Regions from separate parts of the Mus musculus genome. Here all the other regions are linked to region 1. A link is a contact called in public promoter capture Hi-C data. All regions are on one chromosome and are shown on one strand. Each heading gives the region's core, a stretch centred on a gene start, on an enhancer-like site or on the middle of the called end of the contact. The rest is flanking DNA. Distances are from core to core; before and after follow the strand shown.

Evidence for each region. Promoter capture Hi-C pulls out the DNA fragments that hold promoters and counts their contacts.
Region 2: a promoter capture Hi-C map of pre-B cells shows a contact between it and region 1. The contact joins the enhancer-like site here to the promoter of Arhgap18 in region 1. A contact is called at or near these places in 3 of 39 promoter capture datasets (the C10 cell line, liver and pre-B cells), 1 of 115 datasets of contacts at active chromatin or transcription factors (memory CD8 T cells) and 1 of 9 other capture datasets (liver).
Region 3: a promoter capture Hi-C map of liver shows a contact between it and region 1. The contact joins the enhancer-like site here to the promoter of Arhgap18 in region 1. A contact is called at or near these places in 8 of 39 promoter capture datasets (the C10 cell line, cranial neural crest, embryonic stem cells and 4 more) and 1 of 484 Hi-C or Micro-C datasets (epidermal suprabasal cells).

What each region holds. Positions count from the first base shown.
Region 1 is chr10:26,770,352-26,774,219 of GRCm38.p6, reverse strand. Arhgap18 (Rho GTPase activating protein 18) reads right to left here and starts at 1,708. Exons shown (of 15, transcript NM_176837.2): 1 at 1,524-1,708. The coding sequence starts at 1,636.
Region 2 is chr10:26,323,502-26,327,369 of GRCm38.p6, reverse strand. All of the region lies in intron 12 of L3mbtl3 (L3MBTL3 histone methyl-lysine binding protein), which reads left to right. Among named protein-coding and RNA genes, the nearest start is that of L3mbtl3, 49 kb to the left of the region's middle. Within about 2 kb of position 1,924, at least 56 of the 459 cell types and tissues checked have an H3K27ac peak or open chromatin away from gene starts, as enhancers often do. A contact at or near this core is called in memory CD8 T cells and pre-B cells, where this site is marked.
Region 3 is chr10:26,349,230-26,353,097 of GRCm38.p6, reverse strand. It overlaps L3mbtl3 (L3MBTL3 histone methyl-lysine binding protein), which reads left to right. Exons shown (of 22, transcript NM_001359254.1): 2 at 723-839. The coding sequence starts at 738. Among named protein-coding and RNA genes, the nearest start is that of L3mbtl3, 23 kb to the left of the region's middle. Within about 2 kb of position 1,742, at least 12 of the 459 cell types and tissues checked have an H3K27ac peak or open chromatin away from gene starts, as enhancers often do. A contact at or near this core is called in liver, where this site is marked.

The DNA.
Region 1 (3,868 bases), core at 459-2,958:
TCTAAACCTCCCACAACAAACTACAAACTTGCAAAGATGGATGGGAAAGAATGGCTACAGTTTCATGCACAAGCTTCCCCTAAGAGACTTTGCTACACCTGAGCGGGATTTCTGGAGTTTGAGTCTGAACAGTGGGATGAAGGTTGGGACCCAAAGTCCCAGCGCTTTTAATTCACTCTCACAACGGAGACCCAAGACTCAGCTCAGTCCTCAAGCCCACCCAGCCTGAAGCCAGTGACAAATGAAGAACTTGGGAGCTCACAGTTTGGGCTATTTTAACTGTCAGAAGGAAGACAAGCTAGGGCTGCTTACTGTTGGTTTGCTGTTGCTGGCTGCTTGCTGCTAAAAGATGAATATTTTACTGTCCTGCAGAAGCATGCATGGAAACGCTTGATAAATCTCAAAGGAAACAAAATGGTTACATGTGTAGCCCCAAAGCAACCACTCCCTTTGAACTTTGGAAATGAGTTTATCCAATGGCCTCCATACAGAGGGCAACAAGTAAGAAGCAAAGTTCCCCAGGCAAGGTCTAACCTTTCCTTTGATTTTTCACACGCCCCACGCGGTTAAGGATTTGGGAAACCAATGAAAGAAGGCATTCTTTTCTTTGGAAGGCACAGGCGTGAAGTACCCAGGAACAATAAAGTGTTCATTATCACCTTTAATATCAAGATGGAATTGGACTTACTGATAACTTTTTTTTTTCAATCTTCCAGGCCAATGTTTGCAATTTCTATCTAAGACTGGAGATTACTGGTTTCAGCTAGGGAGAAGGTCATTAAGGCGAGAAAGGAAGAGGCAGGGGAAAAACCAACCTTGAAAAACAGAACAAAGTACACAGAGAGGCAGAGAGGACTCTGCGACTCAATGGTCTATAGAACGTTTGCCCTATCTGCCTATAAAGTGATTTTACATTAACCACGCTCCTTCTACCAACAGAGTACTTACTGCCTGCTGACAAAAACTCCCCTTTGAAATCCCAAGAGTGCAGGGAGGGGTGTGTTTGGCTGTGCGAGTAATCTACACACACTGAAGAATGCGAACAGCACAGCCACAGGCCACTGACTTGGGCATTTTGCCCAAGCGGTCTGCTTTCAGAGAGAGGAGGAGGGTGCCACTCTCAAAACAGCAAGAAGAGTGACCAGCCTCCCTGCTATTTGGCAGACTTTCCCAGCTAACAGTTCCAGCGGCGTTTTGAGCCCATTCAAGAATTCCATCTCCCAGAGAGTGTTTCCGATACAGTCATTTGATCAGTCAGTATTTGCACATGCACCTGCTAAGCAACTGGTCGGAGCGCCACAGAGTCACCTCCCACACACCCCCGCCCCCGACTCCCCCCATCCTCCACTGGTAACCAGAAGGGCTCTTGCACTCGAGTAAATGAGATGCAAAGAACTAGCCAACCGCCTATGTTGCAGCGTCAGGTCAGGCTTCAAGTACAGAGGTGATTCTCTCCGCTCTTGACAACTTCCCTGTCACTTTGTTCCTTGGGCAGGTAGAGGGTTTTTGTTTTTCCTCCTTACCTGGAGGTGGCTTCGTCGCCTCCCTTTACATGGCTGTCCCCAGCGACCTGGTCCTTGCCGCTGGGGTGGTAAGCAGTTAGCACAACTCCCGAGGAACTCGATAGCCAGTTCATGGTGAGAGAAGGGGCATAATTTCTGGGATTCTGACACAGAGGGGAATGAAGTTCCTGTCTCGCCTGACCAACTTGCTCATTAGCAAGGGCCAGCCCCTCCCCTGTCCGGGCCAGCGATTCACAGGGAGAGAGGCGTGGCCTCTCCCGCAGAGCTTCCTGGCCCTGCAGTTACAGGCTGTGTGTGACTCACAGCTTTGTTTAAACCCGGCAATCCCAGGCTGCAGCAGCCGCCGCTGCAGCAGCAGCAGTTGTTAAGGGGGCCTGAGGAAACCGTGGTTAGGACAGAGTCTTTTCCCTTCCCCATGTGTTACTACTACCTGATTATTTCTGCTGCTTCGCATCACTCAAGGAAGGCATTCCTTAACCCCTTCAGGCATTCGACATTCACCACAGCCAAACCAAGAAGCCCAATCAAAGGTCACAATGCCATCTGGCCCACCAGAAAGGCTTTGCTTTCCGCTACAAAATATACTGTGTTATTGTGTGCCCTGCAATATCAAGCACACCTTTTTTTTTTTTTTTTTTTTTTTTTTTTTTTTTTTTTTTTTTTAATCAAACACTATTTGGGAAAAATAAACTTTAAACTGTCTACCTAATGCCTGTTAAAAGTTAACAGTCAGCTGGGCTTGGTAGCGCAGGCCTTTAATCCCAGCAGAGGCAGGCAGATTTTTGAGTTCGAGGCCAGCCTGGTCTACAGAGTTTTAGGACAGCCAGGGCTATACAGAGAAACCCTGTCTCGAAAAACCAAAAAAAAAAAAAAAAAGTTAATAGTCAAAATAAGAAGTTCCAACATTTGCTGAGAACCTATTACTTTCCAGTGGTGGGGTTGGGGGTATGCCCAAGAATACTCCAGCTTGTGCCAGACACAGATACACACACACACACACACACACACACACACACACACACACACAGAGAGAGAGAGAGAGAGAGAGAGAGAGAGAGAGAGAGAGAGAGAATATTATTAGAAAGAGTATAGCCAGTGGACAGGTGAAATATCTTGACCAAAATAAGATAGTAAGTGCCAGGAGATGCCCACCTAGATACCGCCTTGTTTAGTCAACTGAAAAAAGCAAGTTCAAACATCAGTTTTAAAAAATCATTTTCTGGGTTTCCTAGTCCTAAAAATTAAAAACAAAAATTCTTGCTCTTTGATATATGTGACAATCTCAATTGAAACATTTTGCTTGATATATATTTTATTATTTTACACACACACACACACAGAGACACACACACAACACACATTTAGATGAAATAGCCCTGGCTGGCCTGGAACTTTCTGTGTAGACCAGGCTGGTCTCAAACCATAGATTTTCCTATTTCTGTCCCCAAGTGCTATTCTTAGAACCATACCTTGCTGCTGCTGCTGCTGCTGCTGCTGCTGCTGTTGTTGTTGGGCTGGTTACTGATTTGCATGTTTGTGTGTCCCTCCAAGTGTTTGCTACAAATGTTCTGGTGCCCCAGAGGCTAGGGGAGACTGTCTGATTCCTCAGAGATGGAGTTATAAAGAAGTTGAAAGCTGCCCATCATAGTGCTAGGAACCAAATTCAGGTCATCTGGAAAAATAGCATATGCTTTTAACTACTGAGCCATCTTTCTAGCCCTGACTTTAGCCTTGAACTTGCTACCCAGTTGAGAACATTAAATTTGGGGATTCTCTGGACAAGTATATGCCAGTAGTCCTGCCAATTGCAACTGTGACTGTCAGTCTGTATGGGAGTGGGTGGGGAGACTGAACCCAGGCAAGGAAGCAACCAAAGGGTCTGAATCCCCAGTCACTAACTGAAATTCTTGCTTACCTTTGTGGTCACTCTTGGTTAACCGAGATAAAACTCCTCGATGCTTCTGATTTTGCCATTCTACACATATCTGGTTTATATTTTTCATTATTTAAGACTGAGAGATAACGTCATTCATATTTAAAATACCCATTGTCAGCTGGGTATGGTGATACATACCTTTAATCCCAGCACTGGGAGGCAAAGGCAGGTGCATCCAAGTTCAAGACCAGTCTGGGCCACACAGAGACCCTGTCTCAAAACAAACAAAAATAGACAACAACTACATAATATATCCACTGTCTTACTTGTGAAACATCAAGATCAAAAGCAACAAGGTGAGAAAAGGGTTCACTTGGATTACATATCCACATCAGGGAAACTGAGGCGGGAACTTAAACTGGGCAAGAACCTTGAGACAGGAGCTAATGCAGAGGCTGGGGAGAGTTAC
Region 2 (3,868 bases), core at 675-3,174, 450 kb after region 1:
ACAGAAATATAAGCAGGCAAATTACCCATACACAGAAAAATAAAATAAAATACTATAAGAGAAAAGAAAGAAAATAAAAAGCAAAAATTAAATCAAAATTCTGCTCCACTTTTTTGTATTACAGGTTTGTAAGCTTGTTCTACATTATATTTTTAAGCATGTCCCATGCCAGGAGTGGTGGCCCACACCTTTAATCCCAGCACTTGGGAGGCAGAGGCAGGCGGATTTCTGAGTTCGAGGCCAGCCTGGTCTACAGAGTGAGTTTCAGGACAGTCAGGGCTACACAGAGAAACCCTGTCTCGAAAAACCAAAAAAAAAAAAAAAAAAAAAAAAAAGAAGAAGAAGAAGAAGCATGCCCCATATTGTATCTCTAGTACAATATATTTCTAATGAAATCCTTTGAAATGACTCAGGATGTGTATTTGATTTAACAAACATAAAATTTGTATTCCTGAATTCCCAACACATGCCTCCATGTCTGAGCATGCACAGGCTCATTTTCTTCCTCATCTTGAGAGTCTTGTATAACTCTTTGAGAATTTTAACTATCTTTCCATATATTTATACTCAGCTAATTGAACCATTCAGATAGCTGAATACAAATGATATCATTTAAGGAATATTTTTTATTATTATATTATCTTACCATTTTCATAGTATGATGCTCTTAAAGTACAAAGTCTCTTTGTATTGCCCTAACTTTCCTGAAACTTGAGGTGCAGAACAGGGCTGGCCTTGAACTCACAGAGATCAACCTGCCTCTGTTGTCCAGGACATCACAGTGTTTTAAAGCCATAATTACTTCTTCAGTATGACATTGACTCTGCACATGGATTTCTGGAAGAAAGTAATGACCATGGGAAGCTTTTCACAAGTGCCCTGGTGAATAAACAGATAGAACCCTGCTTCCTTCTGATAAATGCAAAGGGAAATCTGCTCTCTTATAACTCATTCTGCATATTTAAAAGCATACACTAATGCCTTTATCTTCAGACTGGGATGTCTTTGAGGGCTACTTATGTTTCTATTGACATGAAATGATATTTTGTTAATTGTCAGCAAAAGAAAGTGTGTTCCCTTCCTTAGTGTGCAACTAAGGCACATTTAAAATTGCTTAATGCTGGACTGTCTCTATTTCTCTAGTCTTTTGAATTTGGGATTTTTTTCTTCCTGTATAAATTACTTTGGTGTGTAATTGAGGTTACATATTTCCTTTCCTTTTTTAGTTTAAAGTAGTTTTGAAATGAGAGCTCCCAGCCCCGTAGTATAGAGATGCTGTATTCCACTTTATACAGAAGAAATGAAAAGCATGTGTCTGTCTACATCAAGATAGTGTGTGTTTAGTTGTAATGAAGAATTTCTGCCTTCTAAAAAGGAACATGAGGAAATTGTGTGCAGGACTGAGGAAAGGAAAAGAGTGTATGCTAAAAATAAAATATACCTCTGGGTTTCCTGATAGTTGTTCGCCTCAAGGTCAGTCTTAATATTCACAGAATATTCAAACTAGACATTACTTTAAAGATGCAGGAAGGAAGCCGGGCAGTGGTGGCACATGCCTTTAATCCCAGCACTTGGGAGGCAGAGGCAGGCGGATTTCTGAGTTCAAGGCCAGCCTGGTCTACAGAGTGAGTTCTAGGACAACCAGGGCTATACAGAGAAACCCTGTCTAAAAAAACCAAAAAATAAAAAATAAAGATGCAGGAAGGAAAGTGAGGATTGTTACTAGGATCCTACCAGAGATGAGTCAACAAATTGAAAGTCTTCACTCCAGTAGCCTTGGACTGCACTCAGGTATTCAAGACCCAAAGATAGCACCAAGTATTTCGGGTAGGGGTTTTTAAAAGGTAGAAACCACATCCTGTATGTCTTGCTCTGCAGCTGCAGGGAGAGGTTTTGCGCAAGAAAATCTTTTAACAGATGCTAAGATAAGCAGTTAGATGGAGGAGGGGTTTTGTACAAACAGTCAGTTTAGCAGAAGCTAAGGTAAGGTAGCTGGAGTGTTGTGACCTTGGGCTCCTAGAATAGGGTTTGCTTGTTGTCTATGGGATTCTCTATCAAAGGGATCAAATTCTAGTTTAAACTTGAAATGGCCACAACAAGAGTACAAGATAGAGGAACCTCTGCATTGTCTTGCTCTGTTATAAGCACCTTAGGAATACTGTACCCTACCCCCTATTGCATACGCAGCCTCTTTCCCTCTTCCCTCCCTCTTGCCTGATATTGGGCTCCAGAGACAGAACATATGATGAGAATTGTCTCCTCTTCTTCCCCCCAGGCACTGGGAAATATTTTTCCTTGGAAAGAAATGCTATTTTAGTGTGATCGTGTCTTTGGGGATCCAGCTCCAGGACAGCATGACCATGGGACTTAATATGTTTAGCACAAAGTCCTGAGTGCGTGGATCTGCAGCCTCAGCCCCTTGGGTTTCAGTTTGTTGTGATGGATCTCTTGGTGAGTTAGGGCAAAAGTCAGCAAAGAGTAGATCTGTCGAAAGGGAAGCATCAAATTGGTGACGTGGAAGAAACCACCTTTCCCCAGCTGTTTCTGAGTAACTACAAACTGTGCCTCAAGGTCCAGCTCTTTAATATTTACAAGTTTACAATAATAATAACTTTAGTTTTCTCATAATATAATATTAACTGATTTGTAACATGGGTCTTAGAGTGCCATGAACTTTTATTACTAAGTTTAGTTGGAAGTACACTGAGTGGTGTTTTTGCAGAAGGGCATGCAGTGAATGGAACTTAAGTCTTGAACTTTGGCACTGGGGACCTGTGTTCTCAGGTAGGAGAGAAACGTGCCCTCAGTCATTGGTGCTTAGGGTTTAATTGTGTACCCACCTCCAACCCCACCCCACCCCACCCCCACCCCGTACCATCTGTTGCTGTCTTGTGTGGCATGTGGAATGAAGGATTGATTCAACCTCACTGGAGGGTTCATGAAGAAAGGCAGAAGACATGGGATTAGAGTTACACCTGAGGGGATGTTGAGTCACTGTCAGGCATGCTCTGTGGAAACTGGCACCTTGTAGCTTACTTAACTCTTGCGGCCTAGTTGCCCCTTCTGTAGGGGTCAGATAATACCTGCTTCATCGCATGCCACAGGATTCAAATAAAAGTTTCAGGGGGCAGAAATCAGTTCGCAAGTACTTGAAGCATGGAAGGGGCAAGTGCGGACATCATCTTCTAAGGTTGTATTCCTGCACTTAGAGTATGTTGAGTGTGGTTTCTGGGCTAGAAGAAGGTCTCAAAGCACTGTGAAGGAAGGGAGTGTAGCTATCTGACACGAGATGACTGGTCACATTAATCACGTCTTCTCTCTCAGCACAGAGAAAAAGAAGAAATATCCTTGCTTGGCTCTCATGCATACACATGGAAGTTGATGTAGTTTTTGGGAAAAGGAGGCTGGAGGATCAAAAAAGTGAAAGTCACTCTCTACACAGCAAATTCAAGGCTAGTCTGAGCTAAACAAATACCCACCTCCAACAAAGCACATCTCCCTTTTAACCCTAGGGGCTGGGGTACTCACTTAGCCTGTTGGAATTTGTATAACATGATCTTGCTCACTTTATAGTTAAATCATAAATATTGAGGGGTTTTTGTGTTTGTGAATTTGTTTTCTGAGCTTTTCAGAACCACCCACGATTGATCCACAGGGATCATAGCAGTCTGCTATTAGTAGTTCACCCGTGATTTGCATAAAGTCCTAAATGATGGAGATAGGGAGAAGAAGTGAAAAGTGATTGGTGCCGGTCACTTGTCACATGTCTGCCTTCGAACACTGGATGGGACTATGATGACTTGTTCGGTGGCAAAGGAAATGAGTTTGGAGCCTTCCAACTTTTGAGTGGGGCGCTGTGTGCTACTGA
Region 3 (3,868 bases), core at 493-2,992, 420 kb after region 1:
CCTTTATCTCAGAAAATTCCATTTTCTGAGAGTATAGTTAGGACAGGACTCAGTTACTTGAGGTCAGCTGTTCAAAAATATTAAATGGAACTGTCCAGAAGCAAACAATCTGTGAGTTTTGACGTGGTCCCGAGTCGTGTGAAGTCACAGAGTGTTTCACTCAACTCTACTCAGGAGTGAGTCCACTTTGGATCTAGTGAGCCTGTAGTGTGTGCACAAGCCCCTCCCCGCCTGCTAGGTACTTGGTGACTGTCATCTCAGTTATCAGATTGACTGTCCAAGTTCACAATGCTTATTTTCAAGTAAACCTCGTTTACTTCACATTGGCCCAGCTGCAATAGCAATGCTGTTGGTGACTTGATTAATGCAAAACAGAATGTTAATTGTTTAAATGAAAAGGTGGAGATGCTCATGCTCTGGAAAAAAGTGGTATAGCTCTGGGGGTGGCGTGTAGAGTGAGTGCTTCTCTTAATGCTAGCTGCAGTTTCTAACACCACAAAGTAAAACAGAAATGTAATCTATAGAGGGTTTGGAGGGCCTGAAACCTGCTGGGCAAGTACTCTCCCAGGGTCTCTATCCTCAGCCCCATTCACGATGCTTTGGAGCGGTTGTTTTTAGATGGATGAATCAAGAAAGTGAAGAAAGTAAAGGAAGCAGACGTGATAATGATAACTAAATCAGTGTGCATGTGAAGTATTTATACTCTCTCTCCCTTCTTCCAGGTTACACAATAAATCATGACTGAATCTGCATCTAGCACAAGTGGTCAAGAGTTTGATGTGTTTAGTGTTATGGACTGGAAGGATGGCGTTGGTACCCTACCAGGGAGTGATTTAAAGGTAGGCTTTCTTTATCATACACAAGTGTGTGTGTGTGTATATATATAATAAAAGGTGTAAATAAGTACATTTATTTATTTATTTATTGTATCTGCAGTCAGCTTGTTTTACAACGAAATACATGAAACAATGTACTTCAACGTATATACATGAAACAAAAATTCAAAGCAGTAAATAGAGTGTTCTGGCTTCATACAGTATGTGGTATTCTGTAGTAAATTTGCAAGCTACCTTATAATACTGATGGATTGCCGGGTTTTACCCCTTGGGCTAGGGGTCTGAAGAATAGTTTCAGTATGCTCTTAATCTGAGGAAGCCATCAAGACCTTTGAGGAGGATCGTCTGGTTTTGTTCTATGATGATGATAGCCAATATATATGGCAGTGCCAGACCTAGAAAGTCTAGCTTTTTGTATATTTTAGTAATGGCTTTGGGGGACCACATTCCCTGGGTCCTAGTGTCCTTATATAGAAGCTGGATAAAAAAAAAATGAAAACTTTGAATCGATAGAACTATTTACTATGCTATAAATAAGAATTTTGTATAACCACTTGTTCACCAGCATACTCTTCATGGGGTCCAGTCTGCCCACTGTATGTCTCCACTCTTCATGGGTCAGTCTGCTCATTGTATATATACTAGCCTACAATGTGTCTCCAGCCTTTATGGCTCAGTGTACACACTGTCTATGTGCTAACCTACTGTGTGTCTCCACTCTTCACGGGTCAGTCTGCCAACTAGCCTGCTCACTGTATATGTGCTAGCCCCACTGTGAATCTCTACTTTTCATGGCGTTCAGTCTGCCCCGTTGTGTATGTGCTAGCCCACCGTGAGTCTCCTGCTCTACTGAGCCTGCGTTAGGGCCATCTCTGCTGCTCCATGGAACACAGTTGTGCAAGCTCCCATCGGCCCCTGCTTCTCATTTCTAGTGTGATTTTTGCTCTGATCCTGTCTTTGGGACCTTGAACCTGTCTGTGGCCTGTGGCCTTTTAAACTTTGTGTTTGTATGCAGTCTCTCAGGTGTTTGAACTTCCTGTATCTCTAACAGGCTGTCACTTGGCCTGTCTCTATAAGACTTGTTCTGTGCTGCCTCAAATCGAAAATTTTGCCCCTAACTTAGGCTTCTTGAAATCTAATCCTTTTGATGGCTGCCTGACAAATATCTTAGCCCAGTCCCTGCCCTCACTGATCCTCAAGGGTACAATTTAAACATCTGCCTGCCGTTGGAAAAATGTTTGAGATTTTGGTTGGCTTAGGCTTAATTGAGCCGAAGAGCCAGTGTATGCGATTAGGGAAACAAAACCATTCCAGTGAGGGTTAGGGAAATCTGGAGAAGCTATTTTTAAAAGAGTACCAACATATAGTTAGAACTATTAAATTCTGGCAGTCCTTTATACCATAGGGTAACAGGAGTCTAAAGTAATATATGATCTACTGTAAAATAACTAAGAAAGAAGATTTCAAAGGTTTTTATTATGTAGAAATAGAAATGTTTGAGGAGGTAGGAATGCTAATTCCCCCATCTGAACATTACATATTGTGTATGTATATGGGAATAGCATATGGCACTCATAAGTATGCACACACACTTTGTATCCACTCAAAATCATTAAAAAGAAGATGTTTCCAGTTTTGGTTTTGTGTGATGAGAAGTTATAGACTTAGTTAATTCTTCTGGGTCATGACAGCTCTGCAGTAAAGGAAGTAAATACAAGAACAAATGGGACTCAAGCTGTTCTGACATTCTGCAGGTGCCACCTGTGTGACTTGTGGTGGGCAAAGAAAGCTGATAGCATTTAAATAGAAAAAAAAAAAGCTATTTTTCAAGCTCCAATCATGTCAGCCATATGTTAGCATGTGACCTTTGTCCAGTTGCCTAACGTCAGGGACTGCAGAGGTAGCTCAGCAGTTAAGAGCATGTTCTGCTTTGGTAGGACCTGACTCTGGTTTGACTGGACAGCTCACATTTCCCTGTAAAGCCAGTGCCAGGGGATCTTTATGAACTCTAAGGGTAATTATACTCACAGCCCCTCCCTCCATCCTTGCCACATAGACACAATTAACAATAAAGTAAAACCTATGGAAGAGTCTCTAAAACCCTTACATGTTGTAAGCTTTATCTGAAAAAATGGGAGTCGACAGAATCCATAAACTCACAGGTGTGAGACAGCGGTGATGGTGAAAGACTGCAAACTGATACAAGTTGCGCATTCTCTGACTATATTATGAAAATTACTCTCCTGCATTTTCATACATGATATGTTTTATATGTCAGGTACACGATGAAATTTATAACTTTGTTTTAGTTAGCCTTTGGCAAAAGGGGAGTTCCCATCCCTAAGAAATCTGGATTGCTTTTTAAGTTTTCTAAGCAATGGATTTTAGAAATTAACCTATTATTTTTATTAAGATAATCAGGCAATTAAGTCATTTAGGGTTTTAGTATCAGGCTTGTTAGATATGACTTTTACACTCATGTAATTATAGGGTAATTACCATGTGTCCAATCTACCTATGGGCAGTAGACGGTTGGATACCTTACTTTAGTAATTTAAAGAGTAGAGGAAAGGCACAGAGGCACTAAGTCTGAACCCACAGCACCCATGGACAAAGTAGCCCAGTGGCAGAGAGGGCTGGAGACAGGAGGCTTTCCGAAACTTTGCGGCCACCAACCTAATTTTAGGTTTAGAGAGAGGACTTTTCTCAGTGAAATAATAAGGTGGAGGGTGACAGACAGAACACAGACATTTACTTGGCCTCTGTATCGTATAGATGGTGTATGTAGCAGCATGCATGTTCATACAACACTCACACATACCTCTCTCTTTTTCTGTGTCTTTCTCACATACAGAATATATTATTTATAACCCTTCTTTCAATTTATAGCCTATAGTGTGAAGAGCAAAGGCCAGGCTGCTGCTCTTTAATGGTTTGTGTGTTTAGTGGTGCATGTCATAATAGTTTCCTCTGAAATTTAAACAGTCTACTGTGCTCCTTAAGGAGGAAGGTAAACCACTCAAAATAACTTA